Regions from separate parts of the Hordeum vulgare genome. Here region 1 is linked to region 2. The links are chromatin contacts, called in public Hi-C maps. All regions are on one chromosome and are shown on one strand. The core of a region is the stretch at or near the end of the contact, and the rest is flanking DNA. Distances in the headings are between cores, read along the strand shown.

Evidence for each region. Hi-C and Micro-C count contacts between places; a contact is called where the count stands out from the background.
Region 1: a contact with region 2 is called in a Hi-C map of seedling, with 2.6 times the contacts expected there. The contact joins the promoter of LOC123452411 here to the promoter of LOC123397170 in region 2. A contact is called at or near these places in 1 of 6 Hi-C or Micro-C datasets (seedling) and 1 of 1 datasets of contacts at active chromatin or transcription factors (embryo).

The regions. Positions count from the first base shown.
Region 1 is chr5H:534,785,670-534,789,009 of MorexV3_pseudomolecules_assembly, reverse strand. LOC123452411 (heterogeneous nuclear ribonucleoprotein 1-like) reads right to left here and starts at 1,438. Exons shown (of 3, transcript XM_045129061.1): 1 at 1,072-1,438; 2 at 1-503. The coding sequence starts at 1,305.
Region 2 is chr5H:534,535,262-534,538,616 of MorexV3_pseudomolecules_assembly, reverse strand. LOC123397170 (ocs element-binding factor 1-like) reads left to right here and starts at 1,865. Exons shown (of 1, transcript XM_045091821.1): 1 at 1,865-2,526. The coding sequence starts at 1,969. The coding sequence ends at 2,526.

The sequences.
Region 1 (3,340 bases), core at 189-2,688, 250 kb before region 2:
TGAGGTGGGTATACTCCAGTATAACCAATAGGAGGATAGTTACCATCCCATGTCATTGGACTATATTGTTGTCTTTCCTGGTAGTAACTATGATCCTTAGGAATGGCAACCTTAGTTTCAACTTTTGTTCCATTCAAATCATGGTATTTACTTTCCAACACCTTTGACATAGCCTCATCAGAATCAAATGTAATGAATCCAAAACCTCGTGATCTTTGAGTACCCCCCTCACGTATCACGACAACATCTGTTATGTTTCCAAACTTCTCAAAATAGCTCTGGAGGTGCTCTTTAGTAATGTTACCTCTTAGCCCACCAACAAAGACTTTCTTTGCATCATTGCTTCTATGACCATTACCAGCATATGAATTGTTACTAGAAGATTGTGTGTACCACTGGTTGTGAATTGGGCTTTGCATTGGGCTCTGATGTGAAGGGCGCTGGTAGAATGGTTGCTCATTTTGATACCGCATTGGCCTGGTTCGAGCTCGCTTAACATCCACCTATCCAAATAAACAATCAAACGACATAATTCAAAAGTAAGAAACAAAAATATTTTTAATAAAACTAAACTAGAAAATAATAGTGAACCCTTTTGCAAAAAATACAATAGAAACACCCCAAATGATCTAAAGAAGCATAACATTAAACTAAATAAATATCAAATAGAACTTCCTTATTTGTACAGTGAGCATTTAGGGGCAATTCTAACCAAGAAAAGTAAAAGAAAGTAACAAAGTTTTGTAAGGACATCTGAATAGGTGTATCTTACTTCAGTGTAAATACATAAAAGAAATTTAAGCAGCTCTAGTTGCAGATTATCTACACCATCAACAATCTTCGTAGAAATTTTTTAAAAAAAGCACCCCTTACTTTCACAGTTAAAAGTGACGGTACACAACATTAACCTGAATAAATTCAATCTAATAGCCGAATTGATGTTATCCAATAAGCTTACAGAAAATTAAATAGGAAGTAGGGTACACTCGATCTCAAAGCCCTTAAACAAGCGTACTTAATCATGGCCAAAGATTCAATCGAGCGGTTTGAAGAAGAAAAAAAGTGACTCACCGTGCGGTCGCCAAAGACGTGATTGGCCTTCTCCTTCTCCTGAAGCGCGGCGCGCGCGCCCTCCTCATCTGCGAACTCAACGAAAGCAAACCCACGGCCTTGGCCAGTCTCCCAGTCCCGCACGACGCGGACGCAAAGAACGTCGCCGTAGCGGCTGAAGTGGTCTTTGAGTTCGTCCTGCTGCGCCGACGGCGGGAGGCCGCCGACGTACAGCTTCCGCGTCTCCAGCGCCATCGGCAGGCGAGGGGGCGGCAATGGGAGGGGAGGGGAGGGGAGGCGGCGAGTCTGTTTCCGCGGGGCGGAGAGAAAAGCGGCGGAGGCGAGGCGCGCGTGGGCGAGGCGGAAGGAAGGCTAGGGTTGTTTGTTTGGGTTCGGTTGGGCTCGCCCGGGGTTTAAGAAGTTGCGGAGGGGACTGGACGGCCCAGATTTGGAACTGGTTTGTTTCTTGTTGCGTGCGGACCTGCGATGGGAAGGCGGACTGGACGAGGTTTCGTCTCGTGCTCGGCCTGGACAACTGCAAACTGGAGCGAATCACGCGTGGACTCTTGTATGTTTGACTTGGACTGAATTTCGGCGACTCTGGCTGCCTGACAAACGGGACCCGCGATGTGTCTGACGGAAGGAGCGCTGTAAGTTGGTCTTTCAAAAAACGTTGCAAACCCAAATGATCACAGGCACCACACATGTACAATCACCATTGTAAACACACAGGACATCCCTAACCATAAAAGATCTCTGAAAGTCCGAACTAGCAAATATTTATCCAACTAACAAATATTTATTTTAGCATAGTCATCACACGCGTTTTCGTAGTCAACGAATCGCATCTCGGTGAGCTGGTTTTATCACAATCTAACCATATTACCCTAATTTACTTTGAAAATACCCCTTTTATTGAATTTTAAGGGTCGATTTTGTTAGATTATAGATGGATTTAGGCTCATATAAAATAATAATTTCTGATTAATCTCTATGGTCCATGTAAGTGTACGACAATTGTTGAGAAGTTTAGTACTCTCTTCATCCCAAATAAGTGACTCAAAAGTGACTCAACTCTGTACTAAATTTAGTGCAAAGTTGAGTTATTGTTTAGTCATTCATTTTGGAACGGAGGCAGTACCATACTGCTACAGTGGTAAAAGTGAGATCTCTTTATAAGGCCTGCTCTATCACTTGTCATTAGAGTATCACTAGTAGTGACATTAAATCCTTAAATCCTCAAAATTAACCGCTTTTTACGGGTTGAAACGAAAAGAAGGCAAAGAATAGAACCCCTAAATCCTTAAAAAAATTTGAGGATTGGACCCCGGGTTGCCCTCCCAATCTCTAAAAGTGAGGATTGGAGAGGGGAACCCATCCCCAGCCCGCATTCCTACCGGTCGATGCGTGGGAGGGAAATTTCTCCGCCTCCCGCCTCCCACCGCCCGCCTACTCGCTGCCGTCGGCCGCCGCACGCCATGGAGGCCCCGCCTGCCTCCTCCCTCGCCCTGGCCGCCTCCTCCCTCGCATCGGTCGCCTCCTTCCTCCCTCCGCCCGTCGCCCCGCCCCCGGCCCTGGCCTCGGTGACGCCCGCGCCGGCCCAGCAGCCGGCCATCCCGAGCCAGGCGCAGGTGGCATCGATGGTGGCCGCCACCCACGTCAGCGCCAAGAGGCGGCGTGCTGGCCGGCACGTCATCCACCCCCAGCCCGCCCCGGCCACCGCCTCCGTCGTCCCGCCCGCCACCTCCCTCGCCCCGCCGAAGCCGCCCGCCACCAAGGGCCGGAAGAAGAAGCCCTCCCTTGGGCCGAAGGGGGCAGCGGGGCCGAAGGTGAAGAATACCACCTCCCGGAAGAAGTCGGCGCCCGCGCCCGCGCCCGCCGCCGCCCCTCCGCCCGTCGTGCACGAGGTGCTCGACGAAATGTCCGCCCCGCCGACGTCGTTCATGGGGCTTCTTGAAGACGCGGAGGTGGACATCGGGGCTCCTCCTCTCGACCCCTTTGGGTTTGGTGATGACTTGGAGGAAAAGGGTGATGAGGAGGAGGAAGGGGAAGATGAGGAGGAGGTGATCGAGATAGAGGAGGAGGCGTTCGCCGCCGTTGTAAAACCCACCGTGCGCTCGACAAACTATAGCGAGGACAAAGATAGTCTCTTGGTTCGTGCTTGGGCACATGTGGGGATGGATGCAAGCACCGGTACCGATCAAACCAGTAAACGATATGGGCAATGCATAGAGGACGTCTATTGCAAGATCAAGCCGAAGACCGGTGGGTACAACGCTCGTAGTTATCG
Region 2 (3,355 bases), core at 616-3,115:
TCTATCTTCTATTAATTAGCTTGTTATATCAGATTTTTTGTCTATGTGACAGCCTTAACATCTGTAAAAGGTGGAGCATTGGGAGTTGCCTAATTATATGTGCATGCATGTACTTGAAGTACTTGAGAATAACAACATGTTGTCACTGAAGCGGTGAAGCTACGTACGTTGTGCCGGAGGGGTCCGTGCCTTGGTTAGAATTAGGGTCATCGTCACGCACAGTGCAACAACGAACTAGCCCATCTTCACGCATCAACTCGGTTGCTTCTCAGCTCAAGAGATGTGTTCCCCTACAAAAACTCATGTCAGACGCCCCTGCCGCAACGCACAACCTAAGTCTGCAGTCCGGAGTCTCCAAAGTTATAATAATTTCCTGTATATCAACATTGTTGTACAATACGAGTCAATTTGTGTATTATTTGCTTGTATGGTTTTATCTAATTTGGAATTTTTTGGTGATGGCACTACAATTTATTCCCTAAGTGGACAGTGGTTGATTGAACTGTACTATACACATCATAAATTTGTTCCCTTAGCAAGGGTTGCTAATCATTTACAAACGATCATTGATCGAGAGCCCTGACTTTCAACATCCACCGTAACTAAAGATCACATCTGTGTGCAAGGAAACTACTAGGACCTATAGATGTCACGCGCATTTGGCAAATACGAGTACGTGATCGATCGGACGCAAGTAGACATAACGAAACGTGGAGAAACCCTTGCGCCTAATTCAAAGTGCCGCGGCTCGCTCGCCACGCATCCGGAACGAACCAATCGTTGCACCCGCACATGCTGCTAGAACACACTACCGAACCGTACGTACGTTTGCTCGATCGGCGACGTGTGATTGTAGTACATATGTACCGATCGATCGCGTTCCGTCACGCGCGCGCACACACACACCTCCATCTTTAACCAGCTTTGAGCGGCTCGCTGAGGTCAGGCCATTGTCCATGCAGCTTTCGTCCGACTTTACCGGCCACCACACACGTATAGCCTCCAAGTACCACGCGTACATACGTGTACATAACCTGTGGGACGATTTAAAGATTCATCCGTCCATCCATTGCCTACGTACGTATTCACCACGTGACGCATCGTCGCGGTGTAACCCACTCAGCTGGAGACGTGTGAGTGGCATCGTGACAGCACGTAGACGTAGTCACCTAGAGCTAGCTACGTGCAAGACAAACTCCTGTCCTTCCCGCGCTGTTGATCGTGCTAACGTGGCGCGTCGCCCAGCCCCGAATGAGATCCCGGGGCGCCACGTCGGCGACGGCTGGCCCCCGCGAGCAGTGGCCTGCGCCCTACGGCACGGCGCGGCGCCCAATGGGACGTCCCCACAGCTGCGCGGGCACCTGCATGCAGTTGCAGTTGCACCCCAGCCATCGATGCCCAGCATCTCGCGGCCATTACTTCGCGATTAAGCTAACTAAAACGCCCACCCCACCCCCACCCTACCCGGACCTACGCGGGCCCGCGCCCACGTTGCACCAACCGAGCACCCACGCAAAAGGAGGACGAGCGCCACGTGGGCCCGCACGGGGTTGGACGAGCGATCCACCGTCCATATACGCCGTTGGGCTCATCGGCGCCGTCCGTGCGGGAAAGATGGGAGCACGTGGGCAAGTCTACGCGGGCCCGCCCGGGGATTGGATATACTGTCGCGGCCGTAGAATCTTTACCCGCCAGGAAGAAAAAGGCGGCAAAGATAGCCACCGGGGCGAAGGAAGGAGAAGCCTCACGTAAGTGCAGGGCCCGCCTCCTGGTGGCGGGCCACCCCCGACGGCCCGGCTCGGCCCGCTCCGGGGTCTATAAATAGCGCCAGTTTCCTCATCGCTTCTTCCCTTTTCCCCGATCCCTCTCTCGAGCCCCCCTAGATTCCCGGAATTACGGCTGCGTCCTTCTTCCGTTCCTTGTGGTTGTTGTTGCTGCTGCTAGTGGCAGGAGAAAGAAAGAAAGAAAATGCTGTCCCTGCAGGAGGCGATCGGCCTTGACATGGACGCGATGACGTCCGGGTTCGGCTTCACCCCGTGGGAGGCCGACACGTGCCCCACCCTCGAGGAGCTCATGGCGGCGTCGTCCACCACGTCGTCCCCCAGCTCGTCCGGCGGGGCCGCCGCGGACCAGGGCCACGGCCTGGTGGAGGACGAGGAGGAGCGCCGGCGGCGGCAGCGCCGGAAGGTGTCGAACCGGCTGTCGGCGCAGCGGTCGCGGGCGCGCAAGCAGCAGCGCCTCGAGGAGCTCCGCGGGACGGTGGCTCGCTTCCGCGCCGAGAAGCGCGAGCTGGCCGCCAAGCTGCACGCCGTGGCGCGGCACGAGCTCGCCGTGCGCCGCCAGAACGCGCGGCTCCGCACCGAGGAGGCCGCGCTCAAGCGCCGGCTCGGCTACCTACTCGCGCTGCAGCGGCTCACGCTGCAGCTCCGGTCGCGTCGCCCGCAGCCGGGCGCTGGCGGCGGGCCGGGAGGAGCCGCCTTGCCGCCGGCCGCAGCGACGGGGCTGGCTTCCCTGATGACCTACTAGGATGGAAATGGAAGGATGGTGCGGGTGGTCACGACCAATGACCACGGTGGACGGAGTCACATCACGTGTGAAAGTTTTGGAACGGATGGCGACGGCGACGACGACGACGAGAGTACTACGTGCGTGAACGAACCGGGAGCACTACTGGTGCTTTAAGCAGCTGCATGCCATGCTAGGGACCCGTGCTTTTACTTGACGTGTAGGCTGCATATATAATTAAGTACTACATGGATGAATGGATCGTCAGCTGATGTAAATTACTAAATGGAAAATTACTGCCGCTTTGGCGCCGTACGTGAAGAGTCCGACTGATTCACCGCTCATCTTACGTGCAGATTTACCGTGTGACCAAAATGGTCCTCGACCTCTGCGCAGGTTGACGCACAGGTCTCTCTGTTCTGTTTTTACTCTGCGTTATTTAACGGTGACTCCGTCTCCGTGACTGTCGTGAGAGCCTTTAGGTTTAGGGCGAACGGAAGAGATGCACTGCCTCATTTTTATCCGGCTGATTCACCGCTCAGCGTACGTGCAGATTCACTGTGCCTAAAATGGCCGTCGACATGCCGCAGGTCGACATACCCGGTCTCTCTGTTTTTACTCTGCGTTATTATTTAACGGTGCATGACACTACGCCGTCTCTTGTCGACTGTCGTGAGAGCCTTTAGGCCAAGCGGAAAAGATGCGCGCCCTCTTTTCTATCGGATATCCTGCCGGGCCATGGTGTAACGCGAGCCGCTCCGCTTTAGTGAAAACAAATAATAGACCGTAGTGATAGAATTTGACAGAGACGGGTCACTGACTTAGGTCGTGTTTCTTTTCAAGGGACTAG